2 separate regions of the Mus musculus genome follow, and region 2 is linked to region 1. A link is a contact called in public promoter capture Hi-C data. All regions are on one chromosome and are shown on one strand. The core of a region is the stretch at or near the end of the contact, and the rest is flanking DNA. Distances in the headings are between cores, read along the strand shown.

What was found. Promoter capture Hi-C pulls out the DNA fragments that hold promoters and counts their contacts.
Region 2: a contact with region 1 is called in a promoter capture Hi-C map of second pharyngeal arch cranial neural crest. The contact joins the promoter of Supt5 here to the promoter of Cic in region 1. A contact is called at or near these places in 3 of 39 promoter capture datasets (the HPC-7 cell line, maxillary cranial neural crest and second pharyngeal arch cranial neural crest).

What each region holds. Positions count from the first base shown.
Region 1 is chr7:25,264,338-25,271,780 of GRCm38.p6, reverse strand. It overlaps Cic (capicua transcriptional repressor), which reads right to left and starts at 4,082. Exons shown (of 21, transcript NM_001302811.1): 1 at 4,025-4,082; 2 at 1-946. The coding sequence starts at 935. Gm45974 (a long non-coding RNA gene) reads left to right here and starts at 944. Exons shown (of 3, transcript XR_001778066.2): 1 at 944-1,079; 2 at 1,168-1,296; 3 at 3,384-3,448.
Region 2 is chr7:28,335,306-28,342,748 of GRCm38.p6, reverse strand. It overlaps Supt5 (suppressor of Ty 5, DSIF elongation factor subunit), which reads left to right and starts at 4,030. Exons shown (of 30, transcript NM_013676.1): 1 at 4,030-4,054; 2 at 4,314-4,397. The coding sequence starts at 4,323.

The DNA of each region.
Region 1 (7,443 bases), core at 2,833-5,332:
AGTGTGCCTGGTGGGCCTGCATGGGAGCTGGGGCCAGGGCTGAGGCGGACCTTATAGGCAGCTGGTTTAGTGGCCACTTCCACCACTACACCCTCTCGGTAGGCAGCCACACCAGGTTCCACACAAGTGCAGACAGCCGTGCCCACCATCAGTGCACCTGGAGGTGGTGTGACATCCAAAACAACGTCCACACCACCACCGGGTACTCCTTCATAGAAAGTCAAGGCACGGTCCCCAGGGAACTGCACACCCAAGTCCTGGCTACGGCGCACCTGGCGCACGACTGCAGGCAGGAAGAGGCCATCACCACGCCGAGCCAGCACCCGCTGAGACCTCAGTTGCCGCAGGTCATAGCCTTCACTGGTGCCTGTAGAGGGCCAGGGGCCTGGACCACAAGCCTCAGGGGGCTCGTCCTCCAGGTCGGCTGAGTGCTCACTGGCCGTGTCAGTAGAGGAGGACCGAGTGGAGGTGGGTGGCCGAGGAGGCACACCCAGGGCACTGGCGTCCTCAGGCGTCCGCTCCCGCTCTTCAGGGGCTCCTACCACACCAACATTTCCAGTGCCATGCTCCTCCACATATTTCTTCTTCGGGGCCCGAGACTTGAATGTGGCTGTCTTGCGACTGAGTGAGGGCTCCCAGCGGCCTGCCTCCCCATCCCCCTTAGGGTCCTCAGTTAGGCCTGGAGTAGGATCATTGGGCTGCAGCTCTGGATGTGTTCCCTCAGCTCCAGGGTCCCGCTCAGCCTCCTCTTCCTCACCCTCTTCAGCCTCTTCTGGCCCTGCCTGCTCCTGTGGCTGTGCCTCCTCCTCCTCCTCTGGCTTGTCACCCTCCCCGGCCCCTCGCCGTCTCAAAGCCTTGGCCCTGGTAGCTGGTGGGGACTTGCTGCCACTGGCGGAACCTGCAAGGCCAGGGCATGCCTTCTTCATTGGCTTCATCGTCTGTCCACCTGTGAGACAGGAGAGCAGCAGGGATCATCGGAAGGGACTGTGAATACCCACAGACCCAGGGCCCCTCGGGTCTTTCTGCTTGCTGAGCTGACTGCCTCCGCTCCATGACCCACAAGACTACCTCTAGCTCACGTGAGCTCTGGCAAACATTCACACACAGACTGGCACCGGGCTGGGTCTCCTGAGCATATACAACCCTGACTCCCTGCTCCTTCTGCAGGGGACATGCAATGTGCACAAACAGACTCCAGGAGTGTGAGGATCACTGAGAGTTCACACCATGGAGCAATCACACTGTCCTGAGCCCTTTGCTAAGCTGCCTGCTTTTTCCACCCAACAGCCCTAAGAGGTGAGTGCTACTATGAAGCAAGGTGCAGAGAGACTGGTGCTTGGATTAGGATCATCCACATACAAAGCAGCCAGGGCAGGGGGTTCAGGGGAGGGTCGGGTCTGAACCCAGGTGCTCTAGGGCCACAGAACTGAGCTCCTAACCACTGCCCTGTGCTGCCAATCATGTGACCCACACATCATGCTTGCTCTCACTCTCATCACCTAGAAAGCACACACACAAATGCACACAGAAACTCACGCACATAAGCACCAAGCCACAGAAAGGAGGTGACACAGCTGAGATGCAAGCTTCTCTCCTCCCTCTACTCTCTCTCCACCCCTACAGGCAGTCATGCATGGCCAGGTACTGTGGGAAGGAGTAGGCAGCTCAGAGTCCCTAGGGATGCTTGCCCACTCTGCTCAGTATCCCAGGTCTGCCAGGTACAACCATCTTCCCAGGTCCTGGCAGGGAGTAGGCAGGGGCACGTTTGGGGCAAGAGCTCACACCAGCACTGCCACAGGACTGTACATGAGCACACGCACGCGCACAAATGCAGCACACGTCATCACACAGTGGGACACAGAACTGCACACCCCAGGGTTTCTCTGTCCCACTACACAGGAGGGAGTCTTCCCCTTTCCCCAACAGCACCCAGAGCAATGCCTGCAAGCCCAGCCCTCACTTCTGGCCTGCACGTATCCTCACCCAGACTGAGCAGGCTGGGCAGGGTGTCTGAAATGGCCAGCACCCTCAGGGACCCAAATATGCCCAGACAGCTCCAGGTGGGGGTAAGGAGGATGAGGTCAAAGACAGCAGGACAAGCCCAACAAGCCAACCTCACCCACTTCCTGAACAGTCACTCTGCCCGCCCCCTTTCAAGCTGCCCTGAGAAAAGAAGAAAAAAAAAAAAAAAAGGGCAAAACAAAACCCCTAAAACTTTACTCCAGAGTGACTTGGAAAACTTGAGAAGCCAAACATTAGCTGTCCTAGATTCCGCCAAACACAATCAGAGACCCCTCTGACAGTCTTCAGGCTGACTGCGATCCCAGATCTCATGCTCTCCGACTTGAGGCCTTCTCCTTCTGTGGGACAATTCTGGGGTTCTCACTGGCAGACTCTGAAGGGCCTGGGATCAGCACCAAGGTGCTGTGAGTTAAGCCGACTCCACTGCCATCTCCCCACTGACCTGCTAGGGCACCATTCAGGAGCCTGAGATCTGGTACAAACACTGTCCAAACATAAACCTTTACACCCCACCCAGGGCCTACAAGCACACCAGCCAACATCCCTTACCCCTGTTACCTGGACTGGTCTCTTTACCCCAGAGCCAGACCTCTCTTTCTTGGGGCCTACCTTCTTCCTGTGCACCATAGCTAACTACTACCCAGGGTCCCGCGGGCCCTCACCTCCCTTTCAGAACGTGAAACTCCTGAAGCTGAGGCCACCCCATGCCCTTTAGGGTCTCATCCTCTCTATTTCCATCCACCCTCCTGACACCATCTTCGCTTGCCACTCTCTCCCATCTTGTCACCACCTCTACCTTATTTTCTCAGATACTAGGCCCCCTCCTGTTACCCCCCCCCGCTGGTCACCCCCATTTATTTATATCACCTATTCCTCCTATTCACTCTTCTGTCGGCCATCTCTAGACCTCCAAATCTGACACCTCTGCCCATCGCCTCTCTTTATCACCCCCTCCAACTCGGTCCCCTTCCTCTCCCTGTCACCCTGATCTAATCCTGTTACCCCTCCATTCCTGTTATCAGTACTCTCCCCTAGTTGCTCCTTTTCTGTCACTCCCCACTTCCTACCACTTCTTCCACTCTGTCACCCCTTCCCACACCATTCCGCCCACCTCTTTTGCCCTGTACCCCTTTCCCGTCCCTGCCACCTGTCCCCTCTCGGCCTCCAGCTCCCCTCCACCCCCACGCAGTGTCAGCCCTAGCCCCGCCCTTCACCTCGGGCTCCGCGGGGTTTCGGGGCGGGGGGCCGTGGCCCCGGCTCAGTCCGGTCCGGTCCCTCCCCGCCCCCCCTCCGGCTCTCCCTCTCGATTCTCCCTTTTTTTTTTACTCCAACACACAAAATGGTGAATGGACCTGCAACAGCTGGAGCAACCAGCCAATAAACGGCCACAACCCCGGTGACCGGCGCCAACCTAGACCAATAGATATTCGCTGTCTAGTCGGCTCCGCCTATCATCCGCAAGCGACACTTGCTACCACCAATTGCGCTCTTCCGGCAGCGCCAAGGGGCGGGGTCAAATTCCAAGACCGGCCTCCCTCCGGGACCGACACCAACCTAAGCCTACGACTGCCTGATCTGCCTAGAACTCTACCTTACAACAAGTAATGGACACCTCCTTTAACCAATTAACAGACTATTTATATGCCGAATGACAATTACAGTACCCAATCACCATCCATCTTAAGCAAGAAACCACCCCCTGCGAGGGACAGTAACCAATAAAATGAAGGGAGGCGGGACTAAAGGATATGCCCTCCAATAAACAAGCTCGAGAGGCGTGGCCCGAGGGTTTGTTGACCAGCTGAACGCAATGCCTGCTGGGAATAGTAGTCTTCTTCTGTATCCGGCCCGTAGTCAGAAGCATAAGTCAGACTACAACTCCCATGTGACAGAGTGCATGGAGCTCCAAAGAACCCGGGCGAAGAGAAAAAGTCGGAAAGGGCAGCTCCTCCTGAGTCTCGCTGGACACTGGGAACATCTTAGACCCAGGGCCCCGACTCACCCGGATTGCTGGCTCTGGCGTCGCCAGTGGCTCCTCGCTGAGGCGGCTGTAGCGGCACGAGGGGGAGGTGCAAAGAGCAGCCAACCGACACCCGCGAGCCCCGCAGCCAATCAGCAACGGCAGGGGCGGTGCAATGACCTCACCGGTTCTACTCTCTTACCCCTCCCCCACGTGGTTGTTGGTGCTGGTAAACCAGAGTAGAGAAGTTTGGGGTAGGGGGATGGGAGGAGAACTAGTGATGTCACCTTTCCTCTGCATGATTGGCTGTCGGGTGGCCGGACTACGGCCAATCAACAGTCTCAAAAAGTCTGGCGCGGCCCCGCGGAAAGCCCTGTTGCCACCAGAAGGAGAGAGGACCTGCGGTTGTAGGGTAGCGCGCTCTGCAGTACTGGCAACCCGCGTGGCCTGTGGCCGTGATGTCAACTCCAAGACTTTTTGATTTTAGGACGGCGCACTTTTCTGATCGCACCCTCCAATCTCCAAACTTTTCTTTTGCGTCACTTCCTGGGGTTTCACACTTCATTCCGAAGGCGAATAGCCCTATGGCTTTTCACACCTGAGGAAAGATGTGTAAAAATCTTGGGGTGGGTGTCACACCGGAGGTGAGGAGAAGAGCATGTGCCACATACCCTCTGAGGCATAGACAGCTGTTGCCCCGGTGCCGAGTTTACACCAGGTGTGACTATCCCTAGCTTCAGTCTTCCCATCAGGTTTCCCTTGGATCAAAGGATAATGGAGAATGGTGTACTCCTCCTCTAATGAAGGTTTCTCTTGCATATGATGGATACTCAAGACTGTAATAGTGAAACACACACACACACACACATCTGGTCTATTGTAGCACATCTTACTGTTGGTGCTGGTTAGTTTTTAAGTTGACACAAGTACCAAATCCTGACATAGAGTGAACCCCAATTGTCTCCAAAAGATTGCCCTGTAGGCAAGTCAGTGCAGTACTATCTTAATTAGTGGTTGGTGTAGGAGGGTCCAACCCATTGTGGGTGGGTGCAACCCCTGAGAAAGTGGTCCTGGGAAGCAGGCGAAACAAACCATGGAGAGCAAGCCATTATGAAGGGTTCTTGCATGGCTTCCCCATTGAATTCTTGCCCAGAGTTCCTGCCCTGACGCCCCTTCAGATGGGCTTGATGAAATATAAGTTGAGATAAACCCCTTTCTCATTGAGCTGCTTTTAGTTATTCTGCTTTCCTTATGCTTGCACTATGCTCTGTAAGAGAATGTTCTGGGATATATGGCTGCTTCACATAGGACATGCAAAAAGCACCCATTATCTATGGCACTTACAGTGAGGCAACTTCTCGATATCTACAGGAAGTTCCCACCGTGCCGCAGACCCTATTGATCCCTTGTCTGCATGGAACGGGTCTCTAGTCTCAGGTGGGCAAGGAGTCAGCGGGAATGGATGGACAGACTCAACACAAGGGAGTGTGGATCTGAATGTAATTTGTCAAATTGAGCATCAAACTTTTTATACAGAAGAAAATAGGGAAGATGGGTGACACCAGCAAGGTACAAAGAGGTTACTGGATTCTTACACAAAACAGAGGAATGCAAACACGGAAGAACTGGCAGGAACCAACTGAGATAAAATTCTGTTAACAACTGGGATCAGAAACAGCTCCACCTAAGGTCCACTTAATCTTAGAAGCCAGGGGCTTGTGCCCTTGCCATAGTTCCTACTCTAGTCTATTGTATAGTCCACCTTCCCCCTAGGCCATTGTAAATACTTGCGTTTGGGTGTAACTCAGCTATCTATAGTTCTAAGTATCTACTCTGGTTCCTCTTTAGGTCACTTTAGGTTCTAAGTATCTACTTCTGGTTCCTCGTTATCTTCCTAGATAATGGTCAATTTCCAGGCAGCGGTGGCACACGCCTTTAATCCCAGCACTTGGGAGGCAGAGGCAGGCAAATTTCTGAGTTCAAGGCCAGCCTGGTCTACAGAGTGAGTTCCAGGACAGCCGAGGCTACACAGAGAAACCCTGTCTCAAAAACCAAAAACCAAAAGCCAAAAGCCAAAAAAAAAAAAAAAAAAAAAAAAAGATAATGGTAAATTTCTGTGTAGGGCAGTGACTTAGCTATCCATGCCCAAGGTCAGATCAAGGACTGCCTAGAATCTAACTTAGCTATATGTCAAAATATCAATTCTTAGGAGCACTTGTAATAAAGCAATATTAAGGGAAAGCACACAGATCCGTTTACCAACTAAAGCAAGGACATTGGCGCATTCTTTATACAGGATGCCACGATTCCAGGAGACTAAGTTTCCGTGAACTTTTCGCCTCGGGACAGCGCCCAGGTTTTCAGAGCCTGTGGCGCTTGTCACTACTGGAGTGGATGTAGCACCACCTTCCACGGGGATTCAAGGAAATTTGACTGTCCTTACAAGTTCACAGAGAACTTAGTCTATTACCCATGCTATTGTAGAACTCTGTTCTCTGAAGTGCTAGAAATACAACCATTAAGACCGTGTTTGGGCTGGTGAAGAGCACTAGCTAAAGGACCGAGATTTGAGGCCAAGCATCCGTGTGGTAACTCACAAGCATTGGGCAACTCCAGTTCTAGGGACCCAACACCTTCTTCTGGCCTATGCAGACATAAGGCACACACGTTGTTCACAGCTGTACATACAGGCATATTTAAAACTTAAAACATGCACATGTTAGCGGGCAGTGGTGGCACATGCCTTTAATTCTAGCACTTGGGGCAGAGGCAGGTGGAACCTCTGAGTTCAAGGCTAGCCTGGTCTACAAATGAGTTTCAGGACAGCCAGGACTATATATAGTAAGACCCTGTTGCCCAAACAAACAAAACATTTGGATAGCCCCTAATGAATGGCGTATGGTGGCCACCAAGTAGCAGGGGAGGGGGTGCACAACAGTCACAGATAATTCTTAGACTTTGCAAATGCAAACCGGCCTCGTTACGTTTGGATACAAAGAAAGTTGTAAGGTCCGCAGGAGGCTACTGCAGGGCAGTTCACAGTTCCCACTGTCCATAGAAGCCTGTGTTATGAAAGAGGCTCAGACGGGTCAGAGTGAAGGTGTGTTTCCCCTGTCAGGTCACATCAGGAGCGAGGGTTACACAAACACATCCTGCCAAGGAAATGTTCTGCTGTAGTGCAAAGGCTGTCTGGCTCTAGTGTGATTCTGATGTCCACAGAAGGGATTCCCCCACTCACCCATACTGCTTGTGAACATTGCAGCAGGCAGGCATGCAGGGAAACCAGTCAGTGGGAGTTTACACCATGGGCCAAAGCTTATTGGCGGAAAGGTGTGCGTTCAAGGAGCTGTGTCCTGACCCTGAGAGAATTACATAAACTACAGTTAACTTACATACCCAGTTATGCTGTCCAGTCAGAGAAGGACGGTGTTGCTGGAGGTAAAACGCTACTGCCTTAAGGT
Region 2 (7,443 bases), core at 2,781-5,280, 3.1 Mb before region 1:
CTTGACTGGCAAGTGAGGGGCCCTTGAGCCAAAGAGAAAAGAGCCAAGTAACTAAAGTTGTTTTTCTTAACCCCCTGCAGCTATCAGCAGGAATCAATTGCCAGAAACCAGTGGCTTTTAGCCACAGGAGAGGGGGAGGGGGAGGGGGAGGGGGAGGGGGGAGGGGGAGGGGGAGAGTTAAGTCGTCAGAGGCCAACAGCTTCTAGCCCCCAGAACACTAAGAGAGAGTTACAAGGCCAGATAGTGTCCAGCACTATGTCCCATCTCAGTACCTGACCCTGCCAGGGCTGGCTCCTGGCATGCTAGGGCACTTGAATCAACATGTTAAGTTCTAGGTTCAATCCCGAATCTGGTTTAAAAAAGTAAATACATTCCAAGGCAGCAGCCTACAGAAATCCACATGTGCAGCACTGTTTTCTGTTTTGTTTTGTAAGTATTTTATGTGTACAAGTGTCTTGATGTCTGGGTGTCTGTGTATCACATGTACAGTGCCTATGGAGGCTGGAAGAAAGTGATGAAGTCACTGGAAATAGAGTTACAAACAGTTGTGTGCGGCTATGTAGGTCCTGGGAATGGCACCAGAGTCCTCTATAAGAAAGGCCAATGCTCTTAAAGGACGAGGCACCTCTCCAGCCCTGTGAACTTTCCTGAGCTGTAACTCAAGGATTCCTCCTCCTCCTCCTCCTCCTCCTCCTTCTTCTTCCTCCTTCCCCTCCCACCTCACTTGTATTTTCTCCCACCAACTGTTAAAACCCTGAGTGTGGTTTCCTTACGCTCCGAGCTTTTCCACTCTGGAGAAAGTGCTCTTTCCTTCCACCATGCGGCAGCTCGCCAACCTCCATTGCTGACCGCGCTAGCCTTCCTGAACCTGTTAGGAGGTAATTTCCTGATCTCAGGAGGAACTCCACTGTACGGGCAGGATCAAAACTGAGTTCATGTTCCCAGGCCCTGGAACCCAACTCCCCTCCAGCTTCTTCAGACATTTCCTGTTTGTCTGTTAGCCAGTGAAGGATGTAAAGAGAAAAGATGCTGTATTCCCGTTATCTAAACACACAAGTCATAAATGTGCTGCCCGTCCTGACTTAATTGACTGTGTGGAGCTTGCCCAACTCCTTTGTTCTAGGTCAGAGTCCAGGAGGGGACCTGACGCAAAACTGACCCAAGGACCCTGAAACTAGGTGACTGGCATATGGCCCAATTACCACCGTTAACTTCCCTGCTTAACCCTGTGGGGAATTGCAGGCTGGCCTCCAGTCGAGCTGAGGTCTGAACCCCAATGGTGATAATTCACCCACATGACACGGTAGGCATTCCCTCATGCTCCTGGAACTCAGGCCCCTGCCTAAGTTACCGCATCCCACAGCCCCCCACAAGAGAAGCATGGTCAGTAGAAGTCATGTAAGCAATGGCCCAAGCTTCTGACCTTCAGGCTAAACTCCTCCCCAGTTACCTAGCAACAGTGAAGACCATAAAAGGGCTGTTCAGCCCCCACCTCTCTCTCTTACCTCTTCCACTCTTACCTCTTACCCCTCACTCTCACCCTCTCTCTCCCCTCTCTTTGTCTTCTCTCCTCTCTCCTTTCTCTTTGTCTTTTTTTCTCCTCTTCTCTTCCTCCCTCTCGCTCTCTCTCTCTCTCCTTTTCTACCTTCTCTCTTTCTCCCTGCATTTTTATAATAAAGCTCTTAAACCATAGAGAGTCTCTGCTCTATCTAGATCTGCTGCACCACTCTCACCAGTGTGCAGCGTGGGTCAGAGGCTTAGATGCCCACCCGGGGCCGTGTGGAAAGCGCCTGGCAGTCTCCCCGTGTTCGCCTGCCCAGAGCACAGGAACTCTGGCCAGATGTGGCATATTTCTCCCCCTCTTCTTCCCCAGGGCCTCCCCCGCCCCCCTTTTTCCCCAACAAAACCCCTTGTAAAGAAAAATATGGTTGGTCAATGCAACAGCCCACCCTGCTCCCCCTTGCTTTCTGCTCCCATCCGTTAAACATTTTGTATAATCTCACTCCATGGGCGCAGTTCAGACCGACCCTGAACGGGTCACCTCCGGGCAGACACTGATTTACGCAGTAAAAGGCTCCAGGTACAGTGAACGCTCCCACCCGGGCAGACACTGACAGACTTCCATTTCATCTCATGCGCTCAGACACCCACTCCTCTGCTTTCCCTATGAATAGCTAGGCTTTGCTTGCTCTGGAGTTCTGTATGGATGGGATCACACCCTCTGCCAGATCCCACCGTCTTTTGCTTTCACTGTGCATACATGGTTTTTGAAGTTAATTTGTGCTTTTCAGTAGTTTGGTGGAATTTACTGTTTCTTCCTCCTCTCCCATTTGGTTGTTTTGAGAAAGGGTCCTGTTTTGTAGTCTAGATCCATTGGGACTTCAGATTCTCCTACCTCAGTCTGCCAAGTGCCAGTATTACAAGGTAGGTACCACCATATCTAGCTGAAGCACGTGACTTAAAAAATTTAAACTTATTGTATATATATTATATGCATATGTAATGTTATATATGTGTGTATGTATTGTATATATACCCATATACACACATGTATACACACATACATGAGTGGGTGCATGTATTCCAACTATAGCATGGATGCAGAGGTCAGAAGAAAACTTTTTGGCTATCTTCCTTCTATCATATAGGTTCCAGGGATAGAACTCAGATCGTCAGGTTTCTCAGCAAGATACTTTATCTGATGAGCCATCTAGATTGCTCAAGCATGCTGCTTTTATTAACTTTCTGTCTTGAATTTTTTTTTGTGTGTGGGGGGTTCGAGACAGGGTTTCTCTGTGCAGTTCTGGCTGTCCTGGAACTCACTCTGTAGACCAGGCTGGCCTCGAACTCAGAAATCCGCCTGCCTCTGCCTTCCCAGTGCTGGGATTAAAGGCGTGCGCCACCACCGCCCGGCTTGTCTTGAATTTTTATGTCTGTGGATATTCAATGTCAGCCGAGGCCTGAAGAGGGCGAGCATTAGCTCCCCTGAGACTGGAGTGAAAGCGGGTTGTGAGCTGCTGGAAATTGACCACAGCTCCACAGCAGCCAGCGTTCTTTGGCGGTTGAGCCAACTCTCCAGTTTAGGTTTTATTGTTTTGTTTTGGTTACAGTGTTTCACTGTGTAACCTTGGCTGTCCGGAATTAAATAAATGTGATGGTTTTGTGCATAACTCCTGGCTCGCCTGTCCACCTTCAGTTCTTCTTCTTCTTCTTCCTCTTCTTCTTTTTTTTTTTAAGATTTATTTATTTATTTATTATATGTAAGTACACAGTAGCTGTCCTCAGATACTCCAGAAGAGGGCATCAGATTTCGTCATGGATGGTTGTGAGTCACCATGTGGATGCTGGGATTTGAACTCAGGACCTTCGGAAGAGCAGTAGGCGCTTTTAACCACTGAGCCATCTCACCAGCTCCCGCCTTCAGTCTTAAATCCGTATTAAAGTGTCTTTCATTGTAAGCATGGTGGCACACGCCTTTAATTTCAGTACCAGGGAGGCAGAGGCAGACATGGGCTTATCTTTGTGAGTCTGAGATTTAGCCAGGCTACAAAGTAAGGCCTTATCACACAAACAAACAAACAAACAAACCAGATCATTAATAACACAATACTGTGCCGCGCTAAACTAACAAGTTTTGAGATTGTTTTGAGCATCGCCAGGAATTCGGATTTAACCTGAGTCTAGGTCCCTAAAAATCTAGGGGAACTCCTCAGAATGCCGAGGGTGGCGGTGTGAAGCCGAATCTCTGTCCCGTCACCTCTGACACCTCCGAGGGAAGTTTAGAGGACGGACGAGCCAACAGTTCACCCGATTCAGCTCTGGGTTAGGAGAAGCCGATTACTTTTCGACCTTCTCAAGATGGCGGCCGTACAGTCCGCGTAAACCACTTTGGCCACTCCGGAGATGGCGGCTCCAAGAGGCCGCCCTCAGAGCAGGCCCCTAAAGTCTCGCGTTAGGTGAGACTGACGCGCCAGTTCTCGCGAGAGAGCGCTCAGGCCAGCTAGGCGTTGTGTGATCCGCAGCTGGCGCGGAAGCTTCAGGTGGCAAGCGATCGGTGAGCGGGCGTGGGACGGCAGGCAGGGGCCGGAGCGGGGGTCGGGGCTGGCGGAGGTTCAGGACGTGTGCCGGCCGCAGCCAGGGCCGGGTGTGCTAGCTGCCATAGCCCGAACAACGCGGGTTCGCGACCGCCTGAACCAGGCTGCCGGAAGTGCGCCTGGGGATTTTCTCCCCCGGTTTACCTTGCGGGGAAACTGAGGCTTGGGGGTGGCGCTTTTGGTTCCGCGACGCCCTGAGGCCGCGGTCTTCCTCTGCAGCTGCGGAAGATGTCGGACAGCGAAGACAGCAACTTCTCCGAGGAGGAGGACAGCGAGCGCAGCAGCGAGGCGGAGGAGGCCGAGGTCGGTGCCTGGGATTCTTAGGGGAGACGTTGCGCCTGGGGACAGGGACAGGGGCAGGGCAGAGAGGGCCCTGGGGGAGCCGGGGACTCGGAACGGCTGGGGGGGAGGGTGGTTCCAGATTGTCGGGAGAGATGGACGAGTGTGCAAGTCAGCGTGGAGCGCAGGGGCAGCGTCCAGAAGGTGGGGGTGCGCCAGGTCCACGGTTGGCTTTCATCTGATTTGTTTCTTTCGGTTTACTTTTTATCACTTGCGATGCTAGGATTGAGTTCAGGGCCCTGCTAGGTGGACAGCCCCAGCTCTTAGGATTCTTTCGTGTTTGTGTTTTTAGGTATCCCCAGTTGTTCCAGAAGTGTGTATGTATTGCCTACTGTGTGCCAGCCTGTACAAGTCTTTGTCCTTGGGCTCCTGCTAACAGATTTTAAAATGTAAATCGACAACTGATGGGTGAATGTGAATTTGCTACTGTGAATAAATATAGCCAGTAAATATGAGAGACTCCCAGGTTCAGCATCCTAGTGTGAAAATCCAGATGATTTTGTAACTTTTCTAGTCTTCTGTCGATGCTACGAATGGAAAATTCCACATATGACAGGTCAAAGTCAACACTAGTGCACTAAAAATACTGTGTTAAATGACTGTGCACAGTATATATGAAAGATATATGAATTTCATGTATTGTCCCGTTCCAAGGTACCTTATTGTGTATGTGCAAATAATCCAAAAATCCTCCAAGATCTGAAATATGTATACTTTGGATTTTATTTGTTTTGTTTTGTTTTCTTTTCTTTTTTTCTTTTTTGGTTTTTCGAGACAGGGTTTCTCTGTGTAGCCCTGGCTGTCCTGGAACTCACTCTGTAGATCAGGCTGGCCTTGAACTCAGATCTGCTTGCCTCTGCCTCCTGAGAGCTGCCTTTGTTTTTCCTTTACCTCCCAAGTGATGAGATTCCTGAGATGACAGCACGGACAGCCTAAAATAGGAAATCTCATCACATCTTGTCTCAAGCTGTGAATTAAGGATACGTGGCCTGAGATAACTCTTTCTAGTACTCTGGTGAAAAATCCAAGCACAAAAAGGGAGTAGAGGGTCCTAGCTGCACTTTGAAGCCATCAGAATAAGTCAGAGTGACATTTGAATGGGAACTTACCGGAAGAGAGGGGGTAAATCATGTGGTTGTCTGTCTTTCTTTCTTTCTTTCTTTCTTTCTTTCTTTCCTTCTTTTTCTTTCTCTTTTTGAGATAGGATCTCACTATGTGTAACCTTAGTTGGCCTAAAACTAGCTATGTAGACCAGGCTGGCAAACGCATAAAGATCTACCTGCCTTTGCCTGCCAAATGCTGGGACTAAAGATGTGTCCCACCATGCCTGACCCTTCCCCCTTCTTTTAATTATGGGGATAGAACTCAGGGCTCTGTACACATTAAGTATGAACTCTGCCACTGAGCTATGCTTTATTTAATTGAGCATTTAGAGAGAGTCTAGTCTCTCTCTCTCTCTCTCTCTCTCTGTGTAGTTTTTGGGCTAGAGTTTCACAAATGCTAGGCAGGTACTCTGTCACCAAGCTGTGTTACGAAGCTGTAAATTAACTTTAATTTTCTTTCTTTTCTTTTTTTTTGTTTTTGTTTTTTGTTTTTTTGTTTTTTGTTTTTTTTTTGAGACACGGTTTCTCTGTGTAGCCCTGGCTGTCCTGGAACTCACTGTATAGACCAGGCTGGCCTCAAACTCAGAAATCCGCCTGCCTCTGCCTCCCGAGTGCTGGGATTCAAGGCGTGCGCCACCACCGCCCGGCTTAACTTTATTTCTATTTTTTAATTTATTATTTTGTGTGTGTGTGTTGTGTGTGTGTATGTCTGTGTAGCACATGTATTCAGTATGTTGGAGGTCAGAAGATGTTGGATCCCCTAGAACTGGAGTTAAGGATGGTTGGAAGCGACCATATGGATGCTGGGACTAGAACCTAGAACTTCTGCATGAGTGTACTATCTCTACAACTCCCTGAATGAACTTATGTCAGTTGTCAGTGCTTTCCAAGATTTCACTGTGAACAATATAAAACCTGTGAGGAAGGAACTGGGGACCTTGGCATCATTACAATTGACTTCAGGCTTCAGCTACCAGATAGTAACCTGAAGCTCCAAGTCTCTGTCCCTTTCTTTAGTGGGAAACAGAAGGAAGCAACAGTCTCTGCTCAGAAGTGGCTCTCTCCTCCTTTGTTACAGGGTTGGGGGTTGACTCTGGCCTCAGACATGCTAGGCAAGCATGCTGCTACTAAGTAGTATGTTCATCCCACCTGCTCCAGCACTGGCATGTATCAGAGGCCAGTTATCATCATGCTCACCTCTGGCAGAGTTTAGAGAAGGGAAGTTGTCATGGACCTGTGACCTGGAGGGTATCAGGATTAGGGCTATGGGTTTCCATTGATACCCTCTTATATGGTCTGTTTTCTTCTGTAGGCATTTAGTTGTCCATGTGGCTTTGAGGTTGGTCCTGTGCTCCCAGGCAGGAATCAAGGTACTGTGGTGATATAGGACAGACAGGAAGGTGACAGGACCAGCCTTTGCTCCAAGCTGTAGCACTGGGCCTTTGACAGTGACTCATGGCTTTAGGTCACTGCTGGTACTTGCAGTCCTGGTGGTAATGAGACCAGGGTCCCTGATTCCTTCCTTGCAGAGGTTTTCCACTGGGCATTTCATCAGATGCTTGAGTCACCTGCTGGCTGGCTGTGGACGCCAAGCAGAAGGCAGTGTGAGGCCTGCCCCAGCTTCTGGAGCCTGAGCCTGATGTCCTGGGATCTGTAGCTAGGTTGGCTGTCAGGCAGACAGCATGCTTGCTGTTGAAAGAATCAGCTCATTTCCCAGTCTTTAAGATTTATTTCAGCCGGGCGTGGTGGCGCATGCCTTTAATCCCAGCACTTGGGAGGCAGAGGCAGGCGGATTTCTGAGTTCAAGGCCAGCCTGGTCTACAAAGTGAGTTCCAGGACAGCCAGAGCTATACAGAGAAACCCTGTCTGTATTTCATGTATATGAGTACACACTGTAGCTGTCTTCA